2 separate regions of the Callithrix jacchus genome follow, and region 2 is linked to region 1. Evidence: chromatin contacts called from public Hi-C data. All regions are on one chromosome and are shown on one strand. The core of a region is the stretch at or near the end of the contact, and the rest is flanking DNA. Distances in the headings are between cores, read along the strand shown. Region 1 overlaps STARD13 (StAR related lipid transfer domain containing 13). Region 2 holds the start of STARD13 (StAR related lipid transfer domain containing 13).

The links. Hi-C and Micro-C count contacts between places; a contact is called where the count stands out from the background.
Region 2: a Hi-C map of skeletal muscle shows a contact between it and region 1, with 2.9 times the contacts expected there. The contact joins the promoter of STARD13 here to the enhancer-like site in region 1. A contact is called at or near these places in 2 of 3 Hi-C or Micro-C datasets (both in skeletal muscle).

The regions. Positions count from the first base shown.
Region 1 is chr5:152,880,516-152,884,194 of calJac240_pri, forward strand. The region is part of intron 1 of STARD13 (StAR related lipid transfer domain containing 13); the gene reads right to left. Among named protein-coding and RNA genes, the nearest start is that of STARD13, 69 kb to the right of the region's middle. Within about 2 kb of position 2,101, at least 14 of the 16 cell types and tissues checked have an H3K27ac peak or open chromatin away from gene starts, as enhancers often do. A contact at or near this core is called in skeletal muscle, where this site is marked.
Region 2 is chr5:152,949,257-152,952,935 of calJac240_pri, forward strand. It overlaps STARD13 (StAR related lipid transfer domain containing 13), which reads right to left and starts at 1,696. Exons shown (of 15, transcript XM_078375278.1): 1 at 1,554-1,696.

The DNA of each region.
Region 1 (3,679 bases), core at 851-3,350:
AACCACATATAAATTTCAAATGGATTTTTAAAACCCTACAATAACACAACAGAAATGTTGCAACGTACATAAATAGGCAGTTTAAAAAGCAAGAAGCTCAAATGGACAACAGCGTAAGAAAATATGCTCAACCTGGCCAGGCACGGTGGCTCAAGCCTGTAATCCCAGTGCTTTGGGAGGCCAAGGCGGGGGGATCACGAGGTCAAGAAATCGAGACCATCCTGGTCAACATGGTGAAACCCCGTCTCTACTAAAAAAAAAAATATATATATATATAAATATATAAATTATTATATATTTATATATATATATAAATTATTATATATTTATATATATATATAAAAAATTAGCTGGGCATGGTAGCGCATGCCTGTAATCCCAGCTACTCAGGAGGCTGAGGCAGGAGAATTGCCTGAACCCAGGAGGCAGAGCTTGTGGTGAGCCAAGATCGCGCCATTGCACTCCAGCCTGGGTAACAAGAGCGAAACTCCATCTCAAAAAAAAAAAAAAAAAAAGAAAGAAAAAAAGAAAATATGCTCAACCTTACTAGTTCTCAGGGAACTGAAAATTTAAACAGCCAAGTACCACTTGAAACCATCAAATCAGCAAATATGATGAACGGGGTGGTGTACCAAGTTTTGGTAAAAAATCTTAAACATTGCTGGTGAGCTTGAAAATTAGCACAGCCTCTTGGAGAGCAATTTGTTATTATTTGGCAAGGTTGAAACTGACCTATGGCTCAGACATTCTACTTCTAATTTCTTTAGGGTCTACTCCCATATATACTAGGTATGTGTGCTAGTGTAAATGTACAAACATGCTAATTGTATTCTATGTAATTTAAAAAGTGGGAAAAAGGCCAGGCAAGGTGGCTCATGCCTGTAATCCCCGCACTTTGGGAGGCCGAGGCAGGCGGATCGTGAGGTCAGTAGATCAAGACCATCCTGGCTAACACGGTGAAACACAGTCTCTACTAAAAATGCAAAAAAAACAAAAAAACAAAAACAGAATTAAAAAAAAATTAGCCAGGCATGGTGGCACGCGCCTGTAGTCCCACCTATTCTGGAGGCTGAGGCAAGATAATGGCTTGAACCAGGGAGGCAGAGGTTGCAGTGAGTCAAGATCCAGCCTGGGCGACAGAGTAAGACATCGTCTCAAAAAAAGAAAAAAAAAAAGTGTGTGTGGGTGGGGGGAGTTGTGGGGAAATGCATCCTATTGAATAGAATGGATTTTAAAAACAATTATTCTTATTGAAAAGTTCATTAAACAATCTTAAAGCTAGATTTACTATCAGAATGACAGATTCCTAAAGTGGCAGGTTAAGTGCAAAATGTAAATTGTAAAAAGATATTTAAAGGATATGATTTACACAAATTTAAAAACGATGCAAGATCGATTTAAATAAAACCATGCAAGGAAAAAGTAGGAAAAAATGTGTGGGAACAATACAGACAAATTTAAGCAGGTTCACTCTGGGGTGGAGGGGGATGAAGGCGGGGCCTTACAGTATCTTCAAAGTCTTACTTTTTACAGAGAAAAAAAAACAAGGTCTGTTTCCATCTAAATATCTTGGTGATTATATATTTGTTGTACTTTCATTGTTAAAACTAAAATCCCTCATTTTATTTTGCATTTTGAAAAAGGAGACACGAGGAATAAAGAATCATGGACTCCCTGGGCACAGCACCGCAGGCGGCCTTGCCAGTTCTCCCAGCCCCGAGCTGCTTCTGCGCCTGCATGGCGCCCCCCTCCCCGGCGTGTTCCCAGGGGACTTGGCCCAGCTTGGTATCAAGAAGCGAGCCCAGCTGCTTTGCCTTCAACTCCCAACAGTGACCGTGCAGCCGGAAGCCACCAGGAGGAGTCAGTAAGAGCTTATCCCGTGCGGGCACTCACTGAGGCTGGTGGCCGGGAAATACCAGGTGTTTTGTTGGTTTGGGTTTGTTTCGTTTTTATTTTTCTTCCACTGAGGTCAGGACGGAAGCAGGGACGCAGTGCTCAGCACTACCAGCCCACCGCGGGCCACTGCACGGAGAGCCCCCTGCCAGGGTCGCCGGCTCACGCCCCCGAAATCTGCTCCTGGCGCGCGCTCCCACTCCCGTCCTCCTCCTGCTGTGACTAGCGTGCATGGAAGGGCACAGTGGTGGCAGAAAGACTTGTGGCGAGAAATCAAGACCCACAGGAAGTCATAAGAGAAAAAGCGTTTTGCTTAAACTCCACCCACTGACCTTTTGTGGGTGAGCTTTCGGTGAAAAGGTAGCATCCTCAGAGCTCTTAGAGAGATGGCTTTGTAACCCGGGGTAAAGACACCGCTTCCAAATATAATTGACGTGGCTTTCCTGCCTTAATTTGGGGTATCCTTTTCCCACCACATAATCTTGCCTTTGTCCACGCTGATTCCTGTTTGGTTTGGCAGGGCCTGCTGCTGGCAGGTCCCCTCAGTGCTGAACGCTCTGCGCTCCGCTGTGCTGGGCCTGCTGAAATAGCAGACAGCGCTCCCTCTCGCCCGAATCAGGAGCCAAATGCCACACCGATTGTGCAACTTGTCTCTGGTTACCAGGAAAACGTAAAGAAATGCCAATGAAGCAAAAAGGTCGACTAAATCCTTTCCAACACTTGAACAAAAAAGGTATTTTTAGGGCCCTAGATTTATGGAAGTCAATTCCTCTACTCCTCGCCAGACTTTCAAACCTCCTATTCTTTGCACTACATTATTTGAATAAATCGTAAATACCCTTAGTTGCTCTAATAGCAGGTCCATATTGTGCAAGGCAGCCATGGTCTGAAGACCTTGTTGAATTTGAAAGGCAGAAGTTCCGTTCCTGGCATGTAAACTTGAATCAGGGCTATAGTTAAGAGTGCCAGTTGAGGTCCGCATTTTGACAGCTAGACAAGCAGGTCATTTATTCAAAAGGACTTTGAATCCATGCCCAGAGTCAAATGCAGTCCTTTGTAAAGCCCAGCAGGCTTGAAATAAAAACTTCTTAACTGACTTGATTAGTGTCCTGCATTTTAGGGGGCAGAAAAGTACTTATGGTAAGTTGGAAATGGAGACAGGGTGGGAAAACCTGGGCCTGGAAGGATGGCTTCCTCACGGGGGATCCCACCACCATGTTTTCTAATTTGTGTCTTGAGGGAAACTTTATATTTTTGCTGGAAATATTATCTCCTTGTGACAAAATCCCAAGTCTGGGAAGAGAACAGAAAAGGAATGAAGAATATTATGAGATCTATGATGCCTCCTTAAAAACCTAATCTAATTTATTGAATAAATATGTACCAGGTGCTATTTTTGGTTCTAAGGGGCTAAAATGACTAAGATACAGAACTAAAGTAGAACTATTAGGTTCCTAATTTCATAGTTCTTTCCACTATAGACAGCCCTCTTCTTCCAAGGGTCCCTGCCAGGGCCTCCCCTACCCTAAACAGTGCCTTAGTAAAAATTAGGAAAGTCAGCCGGGCACAGCCTGTAATCCCAGCACTTTGGGAGGCCAAGGCGGGTGGATCACGAGGTCAAGAGATCGAGACCATCCTGGTCAAAATGGTGAAAGCCCGTCTCTACTAAAGATACAAAAAATTAGCTGGGCATGGTGGCGCGTGCCTGTAATCCCAGCTACTTGGAAGGCTGAGGCAGGAGAATTGCCTGAACCCAGGAGGCAGAGGTTGCGGTGAGCCGAGATCG
Region 2 (3,679 bases), core at 446-2,945, 68 kb after region 1:
TCCTCAGAGAGCCACTCTCGGTTCCAGAGACCCCCACAATGCTTACGGCATGCCTGCTGGGGAAATGTTCTTGCCTCCAGGACAAAGGCAGCTTCAACACTCTAATCCTTAGACTGAATGAGTACCTACCCTAATCTGTTTGTGCGCAGGTAATCAGTCATAAAGATGTCTGGTTCACCAAACTAACCAAGCACTATGGTTCAAAGCATAGAGCCATAAGAATACCTAAGGTCAGGTGAGACAGCTTAGTTCCGGAAAGGAAAATGTCTGGAGGAGAAAGTGGTCAGGCTAAGATCCCACCCACGACTGCTGCACCCGCAGATTTTAGGCAGGATTCCTTTGGGGTTCACATTCTCAGTATGTAGGTAGGAGGGAATCTGTGTCATGGGAACATGCCCTGGGGACTCACATGTAAATATAAGCCCTATGAAGGATGAGAAAGAATGTGGAGCAAGAATATGATTTGCTTTTTGTGGAGAGAGACAGGGATGCAGATTGGTGCTCTCTGCGCAATGGGCACAGTAAGAGTTTGGAGATTTCAGGGGAAGGAACTCAGACCCTGTATACCTGATTAAGGCGAAGGAAGAAAGTAGGAACGTGTGGGCCAAGATTTCAGAAAATAGCTGCAGTTAGATTATCGACTACATCTTCTCTTTTAAGGTCTCTAGGGCACAAAAAGAAGACTCAACATCATATTTTCCCCAGTGAGAGATAATTATTATACCATGATGCCCTCTTAGAAACGGATCAATGAGCTAGCTAAAAGCATCGAGTATTTCACCTTTGAAGGCAGATCCAGCTTGAACAAAAACATTAAAAGGTCCTGTATGTTTCTACAGGAAGATTGGATTTTGTTAACAACATTAGACAAATAATTGCCTTATATATCATTGAACTTGTTCTACATCCTTTTATGTCTGATAAATCCCCGGCTCCTAGTCTGTACTATAGTTACTTTCAACTTTCCAGTGTAATTTGCCACAATCACAGGAAACTGGCCTGCACACACTAACACCTAATCCCGATAGATTTTTCACATCTTACAGAGCAGTACCAATACAATTGTAGCAGCAGAGTTTAATCCCCTCCCATACCTAAGCAAGCCACAAGCAGCATACAGGATAAAGACCCGCAGACCTGAACTGACACTTGGTTACAATTGCACTGGTGTTTTCTCCCTATGGGATTGGACCTGCACCCAGACCCACTTTCAAGTGGCAAAGATAATTTGATCCCATTTTAAAGCATACTGATTTACAGAGAGCAGAGAGAAAACCCAGTCTGCTCTGGGCACTTCCACACATGTATAAAGTACAACAAATCTACATGGCCATTTCATTATGGAAGACTTTGTATCTTTTAAACAGTGGTGAGTTTTTTCCTTTTAAGTCAGAGCTGTGCGTGCACGTTTGACAGTGAGCTGTTATTAATCCTAAAGGCAGGAGGTTAGGCAGCATGTTAGTTTCACATTAAACAACAAAGAGTTTCCAGGAGAGTCCTCAAATTACACTTACGGTTTCGAAGTTCAAGAATTGTGGCTGAGCACTCCTTACCTTACAAATTCAGGTCCAAAGAGGTCTTTAAGTTTAAAGCAGTACATCAAATGTTGCAGGATTTATTTTCTTGCATGAAAGGCTCATCTGTCATAGCACCCCACTCCCGGGAGGAGCCCAGCCTCCTCTTCCCGAACACCAATGAGGAAACCAGAAGAGCACATGGGGGAAGTGGCTTCCCTGAAAGCCTGTCAGAGTCTGCACATGCTCTTTGTGACAGAGGTGCCAAATTAACCTTGGCATGAGGTTCACAATGCACCTCATTGTGAGGTCCTGGGCACCTTTTGGGGGAAGAAAAAGGTTAGAAAATGTTCTAGCCAATCTAAAGTTTTCACGCATTTGCTGAGATGTGCCTCCCATTCATTAAAATAAAAGAGAATCATAATAATTATTTTCTGTTAATTAGCTTCCTGAGGTACAAGTAAGATTATTAAGAGCCCACCACCATATTGAGATAAGAGGGAAAGCTATCTTTTGGAATTCTGCTACTGTTTCAGGCTAGTGGAAAGGAGTACTTTGTATATATACATATATATGTGTATATATGTATATATATGTGTGTATATATATGTATATATATGTGTGTGTATATATATGTATATATATATGTGTGTGTATATATATGTGTGTGTATATATATATGTATATATATGTGTGTGTATATATATATGTATATATATGTGTGTGTATATATATATGTATATATATGTGTGTGTATATATATATGTATATATATGTGTGTGTATATATGTATGTATATATATATTATTGCATTTTAGGTTTTGAGGTACATGTGAAGAACATGCAAGATTATTCTCATTCATAGGAAGGAGTAATTTTTAAAGCTTCATCTCATGACCTAGAAAAGTGCCTGTTCTATAAGAGTTGACAGGACGTTTTCTTAGAATGAAGTTCGTAATTATGAGTGTACAACATAAAACAATGTTTGCTAATATGTTCCACCAGGACCAAGGATAAAATGAAGATCAGCATCTGTGTTGGAAAGTCAATCTGTGATATTGACATAATATTTCAAGTGAACTCTCCCCAACAAGGTAACTAGAAGTCATGATGAGGAGGATGTCCACACCTTCTTACAGGACACAGACATACGATGACCAGGAAGACAGCAGCCTGTTGCTTTCTCACCTGTGTATTTATCCACCTGTTACAATGTGACACAGAAAAGAGATATTGGGTAGGAAAAAATATGCAACCAAGTCAAAATAATGAAACCTCTTAAAACCAAAATGTTGAGACTTAAGTCCTGATTACTCTTTGCATAGAGCTTGATGCTGTTCATTCTACCCTCCTTGCTGGGACGGGAGCCTGAGGCAGTTCATTATGGTGAGCACTTGGTCATAAATGTGAGTAAGGGAGAAAGACAGCACCTGGAAGTAGAAAGGGCAGCAAAAAGACCCATGTTTGCTCAAGATCTGGTTTTGGTTGTACAAACAATAAACTCTCAGCCTAGGGAAGCTTAGGGTATTTCTGGGTCTCAGTTTCTTTTCTTTTCTATTTTTTTGTTTTGTTTTGTTGTTTGGAGACAGAGTCTTGCTCTATCACCCAGGCTGGAGTGCAGTGGTGTGATCTTGGCTCACTGCAACCTCCGCCTTCCGAGTTCGAGCAATTCTCCTGCCTCGGCCTCCCTAGTACCTGGGACTACAGGCGCACACCACTACACCCGGCTACTTTTTTTTGTATTTTAGTAGAGATGGGGTTTCACTGTGTTGCCCAGGCTGGTCTCAAACTCCTGAGCTTAGGCAATCTGCCCTCCTTGGCCTTCCAAAGTGCTAGGATTATAGGCGTGAGCCACTGAGCCAGGCCCTGGGTCTCAGTTTCTTTTTCTGTCGAGTGACGGAATTGGACTCGTTTAGGGATGGAAAACTGATTACCAACAAGGGCTCAGAGTGCAGAGTGCAGTTAGCTGGGTGGGCGGTGCTAAGGGGAGATGGAGAACGTGTGCTTGCCTGTCCAAGTGAGGCTGTCACCCTGTGATACCTGATTCCCAGCTGGAATGTGGGCTGCCTTATGGCCTGTCCTCTGCTCTTTTAAAAGAAGCTAGAATTTCAGATTTTTATGTGAAATCTCCTAGATTTTATGTGTGGGTAACTTACTCAAAATAT